Regions from separate parts of the Sus scrofa genome. Here all the other regions are linked to region 3. The links are chromatin contacts, called in public Hi-C and HiChIP or PLAC-seq maps. All regions are on one chromosome and are shown on one strand. Each heading gives the region's core, a stretch centred on a gene start, on an enhancer-like site or on the middle of the called end of the contact. The rest is flanking DNA. Distances are from core to core; before and after follow the strand shown. Region 1 holds the start of ACSS2 (acyl-CoA synthetase short-chain family member 2). Region 2 holds the start of NCOA6 (nuclear receptor coactivator 6). Region 3 holds the start of GSS (glutathione synthetase).

Region 1 (3,475 bases), core at 575-3,074, 82 kb after region 3:
TCTATGTAGGCAAATGTAGTCAATAAATATCTACATGAACACCTGAAGAAAAAAAAAGGTGCGAAGATTCAAACTCGGACACTGCCTGCAGCAATCAACTGCTGCACTTCAGTCTTATCTTGCATTACTCGGTAATTGCTTCATCCACATTCTTACTGTTATCAAACTAACCGCCGTGTGTGTGTGTGTGTGTGTGTGTGTGTGTGTGTGTGTGTGTGTGTGTGTGTGTGTGTGTGTGTGTGTGTGTGTGTGTGTGTGTGTGTGTGTGTGTGTGTGTGTGTGTGTGTGTGTGTGTGTGTGTGTGTGTGTGTGTGTGTGTGTGTGTGTGTGTGTGTGTGTGTGTGCTTGCGCGCTTTTTAAGGTTGTACCTGCAGCAAATGGAAGTTCCCAGGCTAGGGTCGAATTGAAGCTACAGCTGCCGGCCTACACCACAGGCACAGCAACACAGGATCCCCAACCCACCGAGCAAGGCCAGGGATGGAACCCTCATCCTCATGGATACTAGTTGGGTCCGGTTCCGCGGCGTCACAACCGGAGCTCCTCCTTAGCGCTATTTAGATATTGCTGTGCATCGGGCACTCTACAATGCACACTTTGTACTCACTTTAGCCTTCAAACAACCTGCGCTTACTGTGCCTCAGGCACTCTATAATGCACACTTTACTTAGTACTCACTTTTGCCCTGAAACAACCCACGAGGCAGTTATTACTACCCCTCTCTTATAGATAAAGAATTTCAGACAGGTTTTTAAATCTCCAGAAGACCACACAGTAAATGAGTGGCAGAGCCAGGATCTAAATCCAGATTTTTCTGGGATTGATACAGTGGCTCACTCTTGCCCCACTGCCAACATCATGCAGCTCCCAACTCAGCTATACTTGTGACTCCTTACCTAGCTTGACCGCAAAGACCGAGAATTTTACTTACATATTCCCAAAGACATAGAACTATCCAAAACTCTGAGTGATTACGATCCCAGCCCCAGTTATTTTAAAAGACATTTTAGTGACTTGTTCAGTCTTATATTGTAGTTTCCATTGGGATTTCTGAAATACTAAAAATAGATCTGGGACTCCACTACTCATCTGAGGACCCCAGGATGGGACCCAGCCCGGTTACTGCCCTTCTGCAGTGGGACTAACAGGTGAAAGGTGTCAGGAGGCAATGGTGGGACCGGCGTGAAAGGGTGCGGAGAAAGTTCTCCCGTGGCCAGCCTGCCCTCAAGGCGCCTCTAAGAACCTGTCTGTTCACCTGAGAAACTCTCTCCAGGACACTTTTACTCTCCTCACCTCCTCACGAGACCCCCAAGTCGCCAAGGAACTCCCCAGACCTTAGGGAATCCTTATTTCCTACAGAACTCTCCTTCTCAGAGAACTCCCCTCTCCTCCTGGAACCCCTTTTCCATGTCCTCAAAGAACCGCTATCTGCTCACGGATCCCTCAACTTTCCGAGGGAACCCCAGCTCCCCCCAAAACCCCTCATCTCTCCACGGAACCCCATTTCCGCACAGAACGCCCCCAACTCCTCACTCCCCTGTGCACCCCCACTTCTCTCCTCCCTGACGTCCCTCAGGCCCGCCGGAGCTGGGCCTCACCTTGCGGGTTCTCCACAGAGAGCCGGTGCAGCTCTGCGTAACGCTGCTGCGAAGGGACGTGCGCGCAACGGATGATCTCGGGCGGTGGAGACCAACTCCGAGCCCAGCTCCGGGCTCCAGCCTCCTCCCGGGCCCTGCTCCCGCGGCCGCTCCGGCCCCGCTCTTCAGGAAGCCCCATTGCCTCAAGTTCCTTGCACAGAACCCGCCTTAGCTGTTGCCTCCAGCGCTCAGGCGGGGAAAACAAGCAGACCGAAGGGCGGGGCCTTAAGGAAGGGGAGGGGCTTGACGGCAGAGGCGTGGCTTAGGCCTGTCCTGGTTGTTGGGCGTCCGGGAGAGCGGAGCCGGGCCTGGTGGGGGTGGGACCAGGGCTAGCAAAGAAACCCAGGAGGGCAAGTGGAACTTTGCTAGGGGTTTGGGGCGGAGCTGACTTACGGAAGGGGTGGGGCCGGGCGTGACAGGAGAGAGGGTGGGCCCATGGAGTGAGGGGGAGTGGCGAGGCTGGATGTGACAGGAGAGGAGGCTGGACCATGGAGTGACCAGGGTTGGGTGGGATCTTGGAGTTACAGATGTAGATTTGTGTTAGGGCGGGACTCAGCGGGAAAGAGCTGGGCTAAAGAGCTGAGCCGCCCAGTGGTCTGATCGCACAGCCTGTCACCCCACAGAGTTGAAAAGTCAAGAGGTGTCCTTTCTGGGTGACACCTTTCCTCTGGGGGAACTATCCCCTACACTAAGTAAACTCCAATTTTCTCCCACCCCCGAGGATAGGTCTTTACTTTCCCTGATTGCGCAAACTTCCATCCAAAAAACTGAGTGAAGACTAGGAGGTGCCTTCAGGTCTCTGCTAATAAACCCATCTCCCCATTACATAAATGGTAAACTTAGGTAAAGGGAGGACTTTGTACAAGGTCACAGAGAAAACGACGACATGTTAGAGCCAAACCTAGGTCCTGACTCCAGGTCTTTTTACCAGCCTCATTTGGCTGAAGCTGTGGCTTGTGAAATGACAAAGTGTATGTAAACAGAAGGAATCACTCACTTTCCTTCCCCTTCTTTCCTTCCCGGTCTCTTCACCAAGAGACGTCTCCCTTGCCCCACCTGGGCTCAAATACCTCTGACTTCCCTCTAGCCCTTCCACTCCAGAAAGGAGAGGCCAACCAGGACCCTCATCTCCCACCTGTACTCACCACTAAGAAGGGCTCACACCACCCATTGGTTCACAGAATGGCTGTAAAGGCAGAAAAAATCCTTAAATATCTAATTCCAAGAATGATTCAGAGGCTCAAAGCAGGCACTCCCCACTTCCTGAAGCCTACACAGGACCCCATCTGGCTCAGCCTCTCTTCCCACCTGCTCCCTTGTTCTTTAATTAGCTCAACTCAAGCCCAACACAACCCAAATGGAAAAACAAACACTGCCCCCCACCCCCATGGTCAGACCTATGATCCAGAGCTACCTAATCCTGAGGGAAGGGTTTCAAGGCTCCCTGAAGGGATACAGACCTCAAGGAATGGACATGGACCCCACTGGGAGGACAGATACTTCATCAAGGAGGCATTAATTGCTCTAAAGGGGCACACATTTCACTGATAGCACAAGGACTCCATCAAGGGAGAATAAATCTTATTGAGTGATCTTAGATCTCACTGAAGGGCTGCTGATAGGATATGAATGGCATTGAAGGTCACTGACCCTACTGGGCTTTCTCCTAGGAGATATAAAAGATACAGACTCGGAGTTCCCGTCGTGGCGCAGTGGTTAACGAATCCGACTAGGAACCATGGGGTTTCGGGTTCGGTCACTGCTCTTGCTCAGTGGGTTAACGATCCGGCGTTGCCGTGAGCTGTGGTGTAGGTTGCAGACGCGGCTCGGATCCTGCGTTG
Region 2 (3,417 bases), core at 333-2,832, 120 kb after region 3:
GGGGAAGAGGGCCTGAGAGAAGTCTGGAGATGTGGGAAGGGCAAAAGTGAGACAGATATTTGGTCTTTATCTTTCTTTTTTTTTCTTTTTACGGCTGCACTGCATTCTGAAGTTCCCAGGCTAGGGGTCAAATTGGAGCTGCAGCTGCCGGCCTGTATCACAGCCACAGCAACACCAGATAGCCACATATGCGACCTACATCACAGCTTGCAGCAATGCTAGATCCTTAACCCACTGAGCAAGGTAAGGAGTTGAACCCACATCCTTATGAATGCTATGTAGAGTTCTCAGCCCTCTGAGCCACAATGGGAACTACTATTCAGCCTTTATCTTTTGGAAGTTCCCAGGCCAGGGATCGCACCCACACCACAGCAGCAACCCAAGCCACTGCAGTGACAACGCTGGATCCTTAACCTGCTGCGCCACAAAAGAACTCCCATTTGGCCTTTATCTTAAGAGCAGTGTGGAGCCATCACATAGTTTTTTTTTTTTTTTTTTTTTTTTTGCTTTTGCTTTTTTTAGGGCCACACTTGCAGCATAGGGAAGTTCCCAAGCTAGGGGTCGAACCAGAGCTACAGATGCCAGCCTAAGCCACAGCTATAGCAATGCAGGATCCTTAACACACGGAAGGAGGCCAGGGATGGAATCTGCATCATCATGGAGCCTAGTTGGGTTCCTTAACCGCTGAGCCATGAAGGGAACTCCCCATCAAACAGTTTTAAATACAGGAGAGGCATGATCAGATTTCTTAGAAACATTACTCTAACAGGAGGGTGGAAAAGAGATCGAAGGGGAGCTAAGGAGAACATGAAAAGGCCTTAGATGGCTACTTCACCAGTCCGGGCACACACAGAGTGTGTGCTCAATAAATATTTGTGGAATGAAAGGATTCTTTTTCTTAGATAAGACTAGTGTGCCTGAGCTGTGCAATCTAATATGATGCTTGTAACAGACCTTTAATTTCCATTTTATAGATGAGAAAGCTGAGTTCAGAGGCAGAGAAAATCACATAGCTATCGAGTGAAAGCCAGATCCGAATGCAGGCCTATGACAGACATCAGTGCTGGGTAGGCCTTCCTACAGTTGTGGAGAGGGGAGGGGGCCACACTCCCTTGTACCTTCAGAGCTTGGTAGGGCAACTGTGATGGGAGAAAGTAGAGAGGGACTTACAAGCAAATAATAAAGGCTAAAGTTTATCATCATTAACGTTATTACATACTATGTGTCAGGCACTGTGTCAAGCGCTTTCCATGCCTTCCTTCATTTCCTCTTTGCAAACACTATTATTATCTGTATATTTCATGTGCATAGATCGAGGCTTATGGAGAGTTGACCTGCCCAAGGACATTCAGCCAGAGGGCTCTTATAGGATTGTGCAGTGACTGCAAAGTGGAGGCAGAAGCCACTGACGACACTACCTCGTCGAGATACAAAACCAGCAGATCGCCACACTAAGCTCTATACCGAAGTGAGCGGGCGCGCGCTACCTCGCGCACTCGGAGACGTTTGGTCACGTGGCCAATTCCCCGCCCCTAGTCCGCCCCGCCCTCTCCCGCGCTCCCTCCCTCTCTCCCTCCCTCCCCCTCCCTCCCCGGCCCGGTCCGGCCCATCCCCCTCCCCGCCGGCTCCCTGAGGCCCAGCCGGGTCGGGCTGCGGGCGGCCGGGAGCCGACGGCCAGATAGACCCGCGCAGGCGAGGACGGACGGACGGACACACGGAGGGCCGCGGGCATCCACGGCCCGGGCCGGTGCTCCGAGGCCCGCCCGGGAGGGCTGGGGCCGCGCTCAGGTGAGGTGACGGCGACGCGGGCCCGTAAGGGGTGGGCCCGCCGGGCGTCCCTGGTGCTGGCCCGGTTAGCTTCGTGGGAAGGAGGCGCCGCCCGGGCCCGGCGCGGGAAAATGGCGCCGGCCGACCGTGGAGCACGGCCCCTGTGCGGGCCCGGCCCGGAGCCGCCCCGCCTGCCTGCCCGCCGCGCTCGTGTCCCCGTCGCCATGTTGGGGAGCGGGCCCCGGGCCTACGGGCGGGGGCGCTGGAGGGAGCGGGGGGCTTGGGCGGGATGGGGAGGGTGCAGGACAAGGTGTCTGGGGCGCTCAGGGAGTGCTGAGCCGGCCAGGGTCTGCACCGGGTGGCGCTCCAGGCCCGAAGAACTGGCGGGAGCCGGACGTGGGGTCGTGGTCGGGGTCGCGGAGAAGGGACGTTGGGTCCAAACGGAGCTGGGGTCTGGATCACTGGGGCTAGGAGAGCAGGATCTGGAGCTGGTTTAGGCAGTGTTCATGATCCCAGGCAGGTAGGGCGCGGAGGGGCGTGGGATCTGAGCTCAGGCTGTCAGGGCTGGGACAGTTCTTTGGGGTTGTGATTAGAAATGGGGGCCCTTTAGGTACAGACGCTGGTATCAGATTGGGGGCAGTCTTCGGAGTCTCAGGGCAAGTCCGTATAACTCCCAGGGGGCTGAGGACATATTTGCCCTCAGGATCCTCCACTCCTCATTGGGAAGAGGAACAGAATAAAGTAAGGCTTTGATGAGGAAAAGAGAAAAGGGGGACTGAGGTTTGGATGCAGGAGCTGGCCAGCAAGAGATGCGGAATGAAAGTGGTTGGCCAGAAGAGTCTCCATCAACTTTGGGAGTTTGTGTGTGTCTTTAAAAGGAGGGACCAGGCTGTTTGTGGGCGGTGACCCAAGGTGTCTTCCCAGGAAGGGAACAGCCCACTGTTTTAAGAGCAGGGTCACCTGGGGAGGTCATCCGAAAGGTGTTAGTGAAGCCAGTAGGAATGGTGCAGAGGAATGAATGTATAGTTCTTAGATCATGTAAGGATTTCAGATCATGTAGTGATTTTAGCTGAGACAGAAAGGAAAACATGACTTCTAAAGATCTAAGCAGTTAATGGCAGAAGAGGTACTGGAACTTAGCCTGCTGCTGTCTCATTCAACACATTGTCTTAGAGGAATTTGCTAGCTGGGAGAAATTGTTAGGGAGTCAAGCATGGCAGCATATGTCAAAGAATCATTAAATAATTTATTTTGTTTTTGTAATGAGTTTGTCTAGTACAAAAACTGAAAGGGATACAGGAGCCCAGTGGGTTAAGAATCTGACCACAGCAGCTTGGGTCGCTGCAGAGGTGCTGGTTCCATCCCTGGCCTGCACGGTGGATTGACGGATCCAGCATTGCTGCAGCTGTGGCTCACATTCTGTCCCTGGCAAGGGAAATTCCATGTGCTGGGGATGGGGCCATAGGAAACAAAACAAAACAACACTGAATAGGATACAAAAAAAGTATAGGTAACCAGCTATTTGATGAGAGAAGTTTCATTTGTCCAGAGAATTTATCTTTAGGACCCTTTTGACATCTAACTTTCTAGAGGTTTAAGAGCTGCTCCGTCTCTTTTAGGTGTTTACTAAACAGCAAAGGGACACAAAAA
Region 3 (3,576 bases), core at 712-3,211:
TGTTGTGGCAACAACCAGACCACCTATCCCTTCGTTCCTACCAACAAGACTGGAAGGCTCAGTCCATCCTATAGATGAAGAATGTACATACTTTATTTTTATTTATTTATTTACGTAGTCTTTTCAGGGCCTGCACCCACAGCATATGGACAAACCCAGGCTAGGGGTCGATTTGGAGCTATAGCTGCTGGCCTATGCCATAGCCACACCAGATCCGAGGCATGTCTGCAACCTACACCACAGCTTATGGCAACGCCGGTTGGATCCTTAACCCACTGAGTGAGGCCAGGGATCAAACCTGTGTCCTCATGGATGCTAGTCAGATTCGTTTCCGCTGAGCCACGATGAGAACTCCTATATATACTTTAAGGAGTTGAAAACATCCTGTCCCCTGGATTGAGCCACTGATTCATAACCAATTAGTCATAGTTCTCTCTCCTAAATCTCTCTTTAATCTGTTCCCTTCTCTCCATCTCCTCAGCCCTGCTTCATCATCTCACACCTTAACTTTCTCTGAGCTCTGTTCCTGGCCTTGATCTCCCCACTTACAAAGCATCTGACATGCCATAACCAGCACCTCACACTCTGTGTCTCTCTCTTGCTTAAAATCCTTAGCTCATTGGACAAATGCTAAACTTCTAAATCTAGCATCAACGGCTCCTCAAGACTGAGCTCCTAAAAGTCTGCTCCAACTTCCGGGCTCTCCCCAGCACCTACGCCAAACTCTTCACTGTCTCTAAAACAAGACTAGCCACATTCAGAATTATTTGCCTTTGCTGTTTCTGCTACTGCTACTTGGTACCCAGTTCCCATTCCTGCCTCTCACCTTCACCCTCATTTCCTTCACTGCTTACACATCGCTATCCATCCTTCCAAACCCTAAAAGCCTTCTCCATTTCCCCCCAAACACCATTTACCTTTTTTTTTTTTTTTTTTTTTTTTTTTAAGGACCACACCTGCAGCATATGGAAGCTCCCAGGCTAGGAGTTGAATAGGGGCTGCAGCTGCCGGCCTACCTACCTACCTATGCAGCAGCTTGCAGCAATACTGGATCCTTAACCCACCAAGCTATGGCTGGGATCAAACCAAAATCTTCACAGACACTATGTCAGGGTCTTAACCAGATGAGCCACAACAGGAACTCCCTTACCTGTCTACTTTTTGAATCAGATGTGAAAGCAGGGCCTCTGTCTTATTCATAGTTAATTCCCCAGAGCCTGAACTGATAAATTCAGTTTAACTAAAATTCCTATCAGGTGCTTCAGACTGAGAGAATCCTATCACAGAGCAGCTGGGGAGCTGCCAAGGGGTAAGGTGGAGGGTAGGGATCAAAAATCTGCATTTAAAAAAGCAAACAAAAACTGCCCCACATCCTGATGCAAGTGATAGTGGACATTTTGAGAAGCAATGGATCACCCTGAAACATTTCTAAAAACTGCTGGAAAAATGAAAATATTTTCCTTTCACCTTGAAGGCTTTTCCTGCAGCTGCCCCAGGGTTGCAGAAATCTGGTGTTCTTCTCTGGGACCCAGCTGGGTACAAAGCTAAAGCCTGGGTTTCAACACTGGCAGCCCACCCCGTCTCAGGGCCTTTTATTACCACACTGTCCACCACCAACTGTGTGTCTCCCAGGGAGTGACTGTTCCATTCTGGGTATCGGTTTCCCCACCTTGCATCGGACGTCACCAGCTCTGACGTCCTGCGAGCTAAGCAAACTCGTAGCTCTCCGCGGAACCTACAGGGCTCCTCCCCTCCCTCCCAAGGTCCTGTCCGCCTGGGTCCAGCCGACGCACCCCGTAGGCCAAGGCTGCCCTCACACGGACTGCCCCTTCCCAGCCACCGTCCAGCTCCGGAGGAACGGGTCTCCTCCCCCGCTCTGCTCTAGGGGATCCGGCGGGGCGGCCTGCGCAAGCGCGTTGGGTCGTATCGAGGCCCCGCCTCCTGAAGCTCGGGTTAGGGCGCTACGGGTCTGAGTACGGTGCGCGGCGGGACGACGAACGAGTAGGTTGGGGCGCGGCAACGGCGGCCGGCAAGGGTCACGTTTCTTCGGGAGGAAGGCCATGAGGGAGGGGTCTGGCTCGCGATAGGAACCCCGGAGGCCAGGAGATGTTGCATCTCCTACGCACGGCGGGGACCTGGAACCTGGTGTCCAGTTAGGGGGTGGGGCTGGTGCTTCTGGATTCCAAATTCCCTAGATCTCCTGACTTCAGGTCGGGCAGGTGGCGGGGGATCGGTGCCCGTGAGACTAGAACCGGAGTTTGGGTTTTTTGTTTTTTAAACCACAATAGAACTGGGAGCGATTAGAGCCAGACTTTGTCCAGGATGGGAGCGAGCGGGCCCGTAGAGGTGGGACAGGCCTGGGCAGGAGACCGTGGTGTTGCCCCGGGCCTCACGCAGGCGTTGGCCTTGCCCGGATTTAAAGTCCGACCAGGTTTTCTTGTGGGCGTTTTAAGACTTTTGGTGATCTGGCCCTAGCCTGTCAGTCATCATCGTTCTTTCATTTAACATTCACTGAATACAGTAGTAGGCTCTGGAGCTAGAGATGTGATCAAAACACACATGCTATTCCCTGTGGTACAGGGAAATTAATGGGTTGTAGAAAGAAGCCCTGGGCAGAGACTAGGGACAGCTTGTGAAACAGCCGTGAACGCTGGTCAGGAGTGGTGGGGATTGTCCCAAAGAGAGATAAAAGCAAGTGCTAATGCCTGGGAGCAGGAGAGAAGCTGGTGTTTTTCTAGTCACTGAAGATACCTCACTCTGAATCTGTTTAGTGCCCAAGGAAAAGATGGTGGTAGCCAGAACTAGGATCTTAACAGTGGAGGTAGAGAGAAATCAAGGAATTCAGAGTACATATATTTAGATAGAATCCACAGGATCTGGGGGGAGAATAGAGTGTAGGAGAGAAGTGTATACAGGGCTTGGGTGCCTGGCTGGGGGGTTGATCAAGAGTAGGAGCAGATTTGTGGGGAGACAACTACACAGTCTATTCTGGTTCTTTGGAGACTCAGTAAGCAGTTGGATGTTCTCCTTTGAAGGTCAGGAAAAGTGACAGTACAGTGAAGGTACAGATTTGAGTGTCATCAGCACAACAGAAATAAAGCCACAAGAAGGGTTGAAACTGTAGAATGAGAAAAACAAAGGACCCGATTAGCACTTTTCATAGTGATTTTTTTTTGTCTTAGCTTTCTCTATGTCCTGAGTCCTGACATTAGATGCCAGTCAGTGTTTACCAACTAAACAAAAGCCCAACAGCAGGCAGAGATGTCAGAATCCCAGAGTTGTGAAGAGATGGGGGCCAGTGGAGGGTTCCATTGCTCCAATGTCAGAGTCACAGTTTCTAGTCTTGGCTCTGCCACCAGGTTGCTGGTTGACTTTTGACAAGCCTTCCACCTGTAGAATGGGTACAGCCAAAAGAAATTCCCATGTACAGAGCTTCAAACACTGCTAAGACCCTGCACACACATTTTTTTCTCATTTAATCCACATGATGCCCTTATTTATAAAGGAAGTAATTATTATGGATTTAAACCCAGGTCTGACTGACCCCAGAGCTTTGTTCTCTAACTCTGACTGCCC

The links. Hi-C and Micro-C count contacts between places; a contact is called where the count stands out from the background. HiChIP or PLAC-seq counts read pairs in DNA pulled down with a chosen protein or histone mark.
Region 1: a Hi-C map of liver shows a contact between it and region 3, with 2.8 times the contacts expected there. The contact joins the promoter of ACSS2 here to the promoter of GSS in region 3. A contact is called at or near these places in 2 of 5 promoter capture datasets (both in liver), 14 of 47 Hi-C or Micro-C datasets (fetal heart ventricle, heart right ventricle, liver and 6 more) and 2 of 2 datasets of contacts at active chromatin or transcription factors (alveolar macrophages and skeletal muscle).
Region 2: an H3K27ac HiChIP or PLAC-seq map of alveolar macrophages shows a contact between it and region 3. The contact joins the promoter of NCOA6 here to the promoter of GSS in region 3. A contact is called at or near these places in 1 of 5 promoter capture datasets (liver), 2 of 47 Hi-C or Micro-C datasets (liver and skeletal muscle) and 2 of 2 datasets of contacts at active chromatin or transcription factors (alveolar macrophages and skeletal muscle).

Annotation. Positions count from the first base shown.
Region 1 is chr17:38,258,637-38,262,111 of Sscrofa11.1, reverse strand. ACSS2 (acyl-CoA synthetase short-chain family member 2) reads right to left here and starts at 1,824. Exons shown (of 18, transcript NM_001143695.1): 1 at 1,596-1,824. The coding sequence starts at 1,773.
Region 2 is chr17:38,220,069-38,223,485 of Sscrofa11.1, reverse strand. It overlaps NCOA6 (nuclear receptor coactivator 6), which reads left to right and starts at 1,582. Exons shown (of 16, transcript XM_021078293.1): 1 at 1,582-1,788.
Region 3 is chr17:38,340,638-38,344,213 of Sscrofa11.1, reverse strand. It overlaps GSS (glutathione synthetase), which reads left to right and starts at 1,961. Exons shown (of 13, transcript NM_001244625.1): 1 at 1,961-2,001. It overlaps LOC106506661 (a long non-coding RNA gene), which reads right to left and starts at 1,894. Exons shown (of 3, transcript XR_001302099.2): 1 at 1,670-1,894.